Regions from separate parts of the Mus musculus genome. Here region 1 is linked to region 2. Evidence: chromatin contacts called from public promoter capture Hi-C data. All regions are on one chromosome and are shown on one strand. The core of a region is the stretch at or near the end of the contact, and the rest is flanking DNA. Distances in the headings are between cores, read along the strand shown. Region 1 holds the start of Gp5 (glycoprotein 5 (platelet)). Region 2 overlaps Opa1 (OPA1, mitochondrial dynamin like GTPase).

Region 1 (4,091 bases), core at 460-2,959, 690 kb before region 2:
TTGTAAATACCATATGAAATCCTTTTTGATTAAAGCTATTCAAAATAAAAAATTTTAATGAATTAAATATGTCAATATTTTTTCCTGGATCCTTACACACTTGTTTGATTATGTGGCTACAGCTAGCTCTCTCAGAAACAGTTTCACTGTAGATGGGGTTTCGTTGTTTTTGCCTGGGAGGCTGGTTGAGAGGAAGGCAGCTTGGCTATTTAGTTTGATGGACTGGTTGGGGGAAGAGCTGGCTGGCTGGTGCACACTGCAAGCAGAATGGCAGTTGGGGACTCTGGGGTTGCTGCTTGGTGAAAACCAGAGCCAGCCAGACTTTTTGAAGTAAGGTCCAGGGATCCCTCTGCCTACTGTGCTTAGCTCCCCTTGTGAAGTTCCAGGGATTGAATGAGTCTTCATGCTTACAAGGCAAGCATTTTGCTTATCTAGCTATCTCCCCAGGCTCTGGATCTTGTTCTTAAAGTGGGTGAAAAGTGGAAAATAGTGATAGAAGCATATTTAACGTAACTCTGCCTCTTAGGTACATACAAAGAGATCTGTACCCCTGGATCTGAATGCTAAGGGAAACAGCGTGAGAGCATTTAAAGGAATTGGTGGGTATTCCCCCTTGGAGGGATCTACTTGATAATCTGTGACTTGACAACCAATAGATAATAGCACTTATAAAGAATGTCTATGTTATAGTTACATATAGGAAAAATGAGCACAGCTGGACATTGTGATGCATTCTTTGTGATTCCCAAACTCTAGGACACTAAGGCCAGAAGATTGTAAATTTGAAGCTAGCATGAGCTACATATACATAGCCAAGTTGTTGAGAGAAAAATAGACATAAAAGGGGAACTCGAGTTTCTCAGAAGCTGAAGAACAGGTGGCCCTTCACTGTAAAGAAAGACATCAAGTTTGTCATTATACAGAAATGCAACGTTATAAAGCATATTGAGACCATAGGTTGGTAGATTGGTATGCCATTTTGCTCTTTGGGCTGAGCCTAAGCCTAAGGAATAGGCATCATGGAAACAATCTGAATGACCAGGATTGAAGTCCAGGTCAGAGACGTGAAGACCAGGAGTTCTTACACACAGTGTGGCACTGTGGCAATACAACCACGGTGGTAGGCAGTTTGACATTAAGTTAAACTGAACACGAACCCTTGAGCAATGCTATTACTGAACATGTTTGACAATGGCTAGACCAACCATTGGGGGCGGGCATTTGAGAATTCATTGGCCTTATTTAAGAAATAAAATGTTGAGCAAAAGAGATGGCTCATCAGGTAAAGATACCTCCCAAGACATGGTGTGAGTCCTTGGGAACCTACGTGGAGGAAGGTGAGAACCAATTGCCTAAAGTTTTCTGACACCCACAAGTGAGGCACTGCCACATGCACCCACATACTCCTGCACAGGAATGAGTTAGTGCAATGTAGCATGGAAAAAAACCAAAAGTGTGGCCCATGTAATGACAGCCTGCTATTTCTGGGAAAACTTAGGCCCTCTACTCTCTAGCTTTTACAAAAGGACTTTTAACTATGGACTCTGAAAGTTTGAAAGCTCTTGTCATTAAAACCTAGAATATGCCCTATGGAGATAGTCTTTTTCTTGACTTTTTATCTGGTAAGGTCTTTATCTTGAGGATGCAAGAATACTTCCCTCTTCCTCTCTGAAGTGCCAAGTCACAAGCAGAGCTGCAAGCCTTTCAGTCAGTCCAGGGTGCAGAACTGCTTCAGGTAAGGCCAAATATTCTTAAATTAGTGTATGCAGTTAGAGGCTCAGTCTGTATAGGGGCAGAAGGAGACCTGGTACAAGAAACAGTACAAATTTTTACTTGGGAAACAGAGTAAACTAGTATTACTGTGTGCTTCCTGGGTAACTCAATGCCCAGAGTAGTTTTATTAAGCAGCTTGGTGTATAAGCAAACAGTAGCTCATTATTTAAATGTGTGAGTCAGAAAAACATCTTCAAATGCTACTTATGTGACACTTAAATTAACCTCATGTACACTGGAGCGACCAGCCTACTGCACTCGTGTTACTGTAACAGTGCAAAGTTCAGAAAAGCATGGCATAAAGCAATGGGCATTATCACCTGCACCACTGGGCTCCGGGCCGGGAGTTACAAAACGGTGTAATGAGTTGTGGGGTGTTGGTACTTTGAAAATATGTAAGAAATTGAATCTAGTGGAAGTGGGCCTTGCTGCGGTTCTCTTGCTGACTGTTGGGGATAAAGCTCCCTGCTTAACTTGTTAAAGTCAGTGACACAGCCAGTCCCAGGAGGCGTTGCTTTCTATTCTCTGAAAAAGACCGTAGCAATTTTAATTCGTTCTGTAACGATTTTAAGGTATTCTGTAGCTTGAAAATGCCCAAATGTCAATGCTCTAAACAGAACCGGGGAGATGGCTGACTGGATAAAAATGGGAACCTGTAAGACTGATCTACTCTCCAATACCCACATATGCTGAATAGAAAAGTAATTTTTTTTTAATCAGCCTTTGTAAGATAGAGGAAGACTTGGTTGTATCTGAGCGTTCCAAGGCCGTGAGAGTGCTGGCCCAAAAACTGTGCTTGCAGCAGTGCGTGCAGGGCTCCAGGATATGCTCTGAGCCTTGTTTTTGCTCTTGCATTTCAGACATGCTAAGAAGCGCCCTGCTGTCCGCGGTGCTCGCACTCTTGCGTGCCCAACCTTTTCCCTGCCCCAAAACCTGCAAGTGTGTGGTCCGCGATGCCGCGCAGTGCTCGGGCGGCAGCGTGGCTCACATCGCTGAGCTAGGTCTGCCTACGAACCTCACACACATCCTGCTCTTCCGAATGGACCAGGGCATATTGCGGAACCACAGCTTCAGCGGCATGACAGTCCTTCAGCGCCTGATGCTCTCAGATAGCCACATTTCCGCCATCGACCCCGGCACCTTCAATGACCTGGTAAAACTGAAAACCCTCAGGTTGACGCGCAACAAAATCTCTCGTCTTCCACGTGCGATCCTGGATAAGATGGTACTCTTGGAACAGCTGTTCTTGGACCACAATGCACTAAGGGACCTTGATCAAAACCTGTTTCAGCAACTGCGTAACCTTCAGGAGCTCGGTTTGAACCAGAATCAGCTCTCTTTTCTTCCTGCTAACCTTTTCTCGAGCCTGAGAGAACTGAAGTTGTTGGATTTATCGCGAAACAACCTGACCCACCTGCCCAAGGGACTGCTTGGGGCTCAAGTTAAGCTTGAGAAACTGCTGCTCTATTCAAACCAGCTCACGTCTGTGGATTCGGGGCTGCTGAGCAACCTGGGCGCCCTGACTGAGCTGCGGCTGGAGCGGAATCACCTCCGCTCCGTAGCCCCGGGTGCCTTCGACCGCCTCGGAAACCTGAGCTCCTTGACTCTATCCGGAAACCTCCTGGAGTCTCTGCCGCCCGCGCTCTTCCTTCACGTGAGCAGCGTGTCTCGGCTGACTCTGTTCGAGAACCCCCTGGAGGAGCTCCCGGACGTGTTGTTCGGGGAGATGGCCGGCCTGCGGGAGCTGTGGCTGAACGGCACCCACCTGAGCACGCTGCCCGCCGCTGCCTTCCGCAACCTGAGCGGCTTGCAGACGCTGGGGCTGACGCGGAACCCGCGCCTGAGCGCGCTCCCGCGCGGCGTGTTCCAGGGCCTACGGGAGCTGCGCGTGCTCGCGCTGCACACCAACGCCCTGGCGGAGCTGCGGGACGACGCGCTGCGCGGCCTCGGGCACCTGCGCCAGGTGTCGCTGCGCCACAACCGGCTGCGGGCCCTGCCCCGCACGCTCTTCCGCAACCTCAGCAGCCTCGAGAGCGTGCAGCTAGAGCACAACCAGCTGGAGACGCTGCCAGGAGACGTGTTCGCGGCTCTGCCCCAGCTGACCCAGGTCCTGCTGGGTCACAACCCCTGGCTCTGCGACTGTGGCCTGTGGCCCTTCCTCCAGTGGCTGCGGCATCACCCGGACATCCTGGGCCGAGACGAGCCCCCGCAGTGCCGTGGCCCGGAGCCACGCGCCAGCCTGTCGTTCTGGGAGCTGCTGCAGGGTGACCCGTGGTGCCCGGATCCTCGCAGCCTGCCTCTCGACCCTCCAACCGAAA
Region 2 (4,259 bases), core at 34-2,533:
CATCATTAACCTTCAGCATCTTCTCCAACTCGTTCTTGGTTTCGTTGTGAACACACTTTAACAAGTTAAAAGAAGGTGGGTGAGACAGCTCAAACTTCGCACTTGTGAAAAGAGGCCCGGTTTAATAAATGTATTACTACTGCATTACTACTGTTAATTACAGTAAGATATAAACTAGGAGGCTTAGGAGCATAGCCACTGGTTCTTATGAATGCTTAGCCCTAGAATCTTACTTGTGGCACAGTGTTTTATTGATGAAATCAAAGCACTAGGCTCCTTAGGACAGACTTTTATTCTTGACTGTAGAGTATACTTTTTGTGTAAGAAAAGGTGTCTATGTGTGCCCATGTGGGAAAACGCAATATTCTATAAATGCCTGTAAGGACTTAGACTTTGTGAAGTGTTTCTGTTGTAACCAATGAAATATCAAGTGAGTAGTTTGATGCTATTTGAAAGAAGCTCTCCCACTAAAGAAATCATACTTCAAACTATTCCTGAAGTACTCCACTTCAGCCTCTTCTTTGCAATGTATTCATCTCAGCAAGGAAGAAAACATACACTCGAGTTTCAAAATAAGACTCTTACTTTGGCCAACTCAGTTTATCTCATTATTTTTCAATCTTTTATTCTGACATGGATGATAAAAGACATGAGCTTCTTATCACTACTTAACATCAATAATCTGTAAGAGAACTCGCCTGGAATTGTATTTTGCAACTGACCAGCTGTGATAGAAAGTTAAGTTTCCCAGGCCATTCACACAGCTCTATTCTGTGCAGTATGCGTGGGAAGCAGGGCCCAAGATTTCACACCTACATTGCTATCATCACTGACCCAATGCTAAAACAACAACTCTTTCAAAGAAAACTTCTTTTTCATTTACCCTGGCTATCTGTTCCATCAAGACAGTGAGAATGTTTCACACAGTGGGATTTTCCTACAAAACTAAAGAAAGGTTACATAAAGGCATAAAATAGCATGGAAAACAAACAAAAACCCAACACACATTTATTTTTATATTGTGTGTGTGTGTTTGCCATCTGAGTGTGGGTGCCCACAGGCCAGAAGGCAACACAGAATTTCTGGAACATGGGTTCTGGGATCTAAACTCCAGAAGAGTGGAAAGGTCTCCTAACCACTGAGATATTATCTCCCAGTCCTGTGGGCTTCTCATCTTTAACAAAGGAAAATCTTTTCTTGCTAAGTCTTGCCATTCACGATGGCAGAGGAACTGCACACAGCTATCTAAACTGACCTGGGCTCCCTTCCAGCTCTTCTGAAGTATGCTTCCCACTGGCTCTCCTAGGTAAGAGGGACACAGGAGCACTCTTCAGTTGGGAGTGGAAGGATAGAAAGATTAGGGAAAGAGAACTGGATTTAGTCAAGGTTTAAAGGAAAAAGCAAAACTGATACACAAACCCTTCCCAGGTGATTCTGGTGTCCTTTCTCCTATATCTAAACCGTCAGCCTGAATCTTTCATACGCTGTCCCAAACCCAGGATAGAGGTAGGGTGAAGGCTTATCTAGGAAGGGCTTCCAGATTCCTCTTCTAGGTGCACAGATCCTTTGCAATGGCCTTGAAATAAATTTATTGCTTCTACAGGATTCTGGAGAAATCCACCTATGACCAGAGTTGTCGTATCTCTCTCTGTTTGCTTAGAAGTCTATGTACCAGAAGTTACTAGGTTGTTCAGGAGGCTCCCTGCCCAATGCTGATGGTATCTGCCATACACCAGGTATTTCTTTTTTCTTTTTTTTAAATTTTTTTTTCAAATTTATTTATTTAATGGATGAGTGCTCTGTTGCATATATATCCGCCTGCCTGAAGAGGGAGGGAATCATATCTCCCTAGAGATGGTTGTGAGCCACCATGTGGTTGCTGGGAATTGAACTTATGACCTCTGGAAGAGCAGCCAGTGCTCTTAACCACTGAGCCATCTCACCAGCCCCCACACCAGGTGTTTCTAATCAGTGTTTCTCCCTGTCTCCAGCCAGACTGGCATGACTGAGAGCCCTGCAAGCTCTTTTAGACAGACCTTTCTCAGCCCACCTGTACAGCAGTGAGAACAGACACCTGCTGACTAAGGGTCAAGTCACTTACTATAGGGAGCCAGTGAAACAAGAAGTGGGGACACTGGAAAAGCAGGGCTTCAATCATAGATTTCATTAATTTTATTTAAAATGTAAATAAAAACAAAGAAAAAAGGGTATGCTCTTTGGGAGTATTGGTTTCTCTTGTCCTCTTAATTTTTCCACATTTTAGCATCTTTTTTGCTAATTAAGAAGGTTCAGTGAACATAGGAAAAAACAGCAAGTAGACGGGATACCACCTCTTATTACGTTTATTTACTCATTTATATATATTGATTCTATATTCTATTTATGCACTTCCCTTTAAGAGCTGAACATCTTTAATCCCAGCTCTCAGAAGGCAGAGGCAGGCTGATCTCTAGGAGGCCAGCTTGGTCTACAGAACTAGTTCTAGGACAGCCAGGACTACACAGGGAAACCCAGTCTCAAACAAACAAACAAACAAACAAATAAACAGTCTGTAGAATGACACACATTTTTCTCCAGTTTCCCAATTTTTAAAGTTGTTTATAACTAGCTTTGCCACTTTGTTCTTCTGAAGTGCTCACTCAAAATTTACTGAAGGATAAGTTCTATCATACTTACTGTCTGAATTTTCATATTTAGTTTGTATGCACATTAACAAAAATTACTACAAAAATGTAAAATAGTTTAAATGTGCATGCAACAGAAAAATCCACAGAAAATATTAGAAAAAATTTGTATTCTTCCTAACCACAACTGTCACATATCCTTTGACTCTGTTTAATGTTTTTGTTTACAACTGCTCTTCATTTCAAAGGGTTTTATTTATTCTACCTTGTGTATACGTGTTTTGTTTGCATGTACATAATATGTGCACCATGTGAATGTCTGGTGTCCTCAGAGGCCAGAAGAGGAAGTCGGTTTCCTTGAACTAGCGTTACAGGTTGGGTGTGAGTTGGGTGTGAGCTGTGTCTTGGGTGCTGGGCACTGACTTACCCATGTTGTCCATAAGACAGCAAGTGCTTTAACTACTGAGTCACCTCTCTAGCCTAACTAGTCTACTGAGTCACCTCTCTAGCCTAACTAGTCTACTGAGTCATCTCTCTAGCCTAACTAGTCTACTGAGTCATCTCTCTAGCCTAACTAGTCTACTGAGTCATCTCTCTAGCCTAACTAGTCTACTGAGTCATCTCTCTAGCCTAACTAGTCTACTGAGTCATCTCTCTAGCCTAACTAGTCTACTGAGTCATCTCTCTAGCCTAACTAGTCTACTGAGTCATCTCTCTAGCCTAACTAGTCTACTGAGTCATCTCTCTAGCCTAACTAGTCTACTGAGTCATCTCTCTAGCCTAACTAGTCTTTTTTGAACCTCAATTAAGGCACTGAAATGAACAAAGCTGTCAACACAAAGGAAGTGCATTTTCTCTTTTTTAATCTTTTAATAAAACAGATTAACTGCATTTTAGAAAGGCTAATGTAACTAAAATTCTAAAGAATCTGGTAGAGCCATTAGAAGATTGTGTACACATGTAACATGTGTGGTCCTGGTGTATGTTTGAGTGATGTACATGTACACATGTGTGGCTGCTGTGGGCACATGCAGAGATCAGAGGAAGACATTAGGTGCCCTGTGCTGTTATTTGTCACCGTATTCCCTTAGGCAGGCTTTCCCAGGGAATCTGGAGCTAGGCTGGCAGCCAGTGGTCCCAGAGAGTCTCCTGTCTCCACCCCAGAGCCTTGTGGTAATAGGCATTCATGCAGCCGTGTCAGTCTTTTGGGGTAGCCTGCATCTCAGTAAGAGGCTGAAGCAGAATTTCTGTGTGTTTAAGGCCAGCCGGGTCTACAGAAAACCACAGCACCAAACCAGATAAACCATGAGCAAAATGTCAGCACAAGACCACAGGCATTTGTGTTCCTACCTGCTCTTGGGTCCGATTCTTCCAGTACATCCACCTCTTTTTCCAGTCTGGCCCAATCATGTTTTCAATAGCATTTTCAGCTACAAGAAAGATAAAAAATAATTCAGTAGGAATTTTATCGATTACCAAGGCTATGAATTATAATTAACAATGTTTACAAGTTATTAATAAATGCTGTATTAAAATGAAATTAGTTAAAATAAGGAAATAATTTATATGATTACTCTGGCATTAGTATGGCAAAAGTATGATAACTGTGTGGTTAAAAATCTATGAGAAGTTCAA

The links. Promoter capture Hi-C pulls out the DNA fragments that hold promoters and counts their contacts.
Region 1: a contact with region 2 is called in a promoter capture Hi-C map of cranial neural crest. The contact joins the promoter of Gp5 here to the enhancer-like site in region 2. A contact is called at or near these places in 20 of 39 promoter capture datasets (the 3T3-L1 cell line, 3T3-L1-derived adipocytes, the C10 cell line and 12 more), 1 of 15 datasets of contacts at CTCF or cohesin (large pre-B cells), 30 of 484 Hi-C or Micro-C datasets (the HPC-7 cell line, LSK cells, adipose-derived mesenchymal stem cells and 19 more), 7 of 115 datasets of contacts at active chromatin or transcription factors (astrocytes, craniofacial prominence, embryonic basal ganglia and 4 more) and 3 of 9 other capture datasets (adipose tissue, embryonic stem cells and liver).

What each region holds. Positions count from the first base shown.
Region 1 is chr16:30,308,399-30,312,489 of GRCm38.p6, reverse strand. It overlaps Gp5 (glycoprotein 5 (platelet)), which reads left to right and starts at 1,709. Exons shown (of 2, transcript NM_008148.4): 1 at 1,709-1,735; 2 at 2,634-4,091. The coding sequence starts at 2,636. It overlaps Atp13a3 (ATPase type 13A3), which reads left to right. Exons shown (of 34, transcript NM_001128096.1): 34 at 1-67.
Region 2 is chr16:29,621,260-29,625,518 of GRCm38.p6, reverse strand. It overlaps Opa1 (OPA1, mitochondrial dynamin like GTPase), which reads right to left. Exons shown (of 29, transcript NM_133752.3): 23 at 3,975-4,054; 24 at 1-55. Among named protein-coding and RNA genes, the nearest start is that of Opa1, 44 kb to the right of the region's middle. Within about 2 kb of position 1,283, at least 2 of the 459 cell types and tissues checked have an H3K27ac peak or open chromatin away from gene starts, as enhancers often do.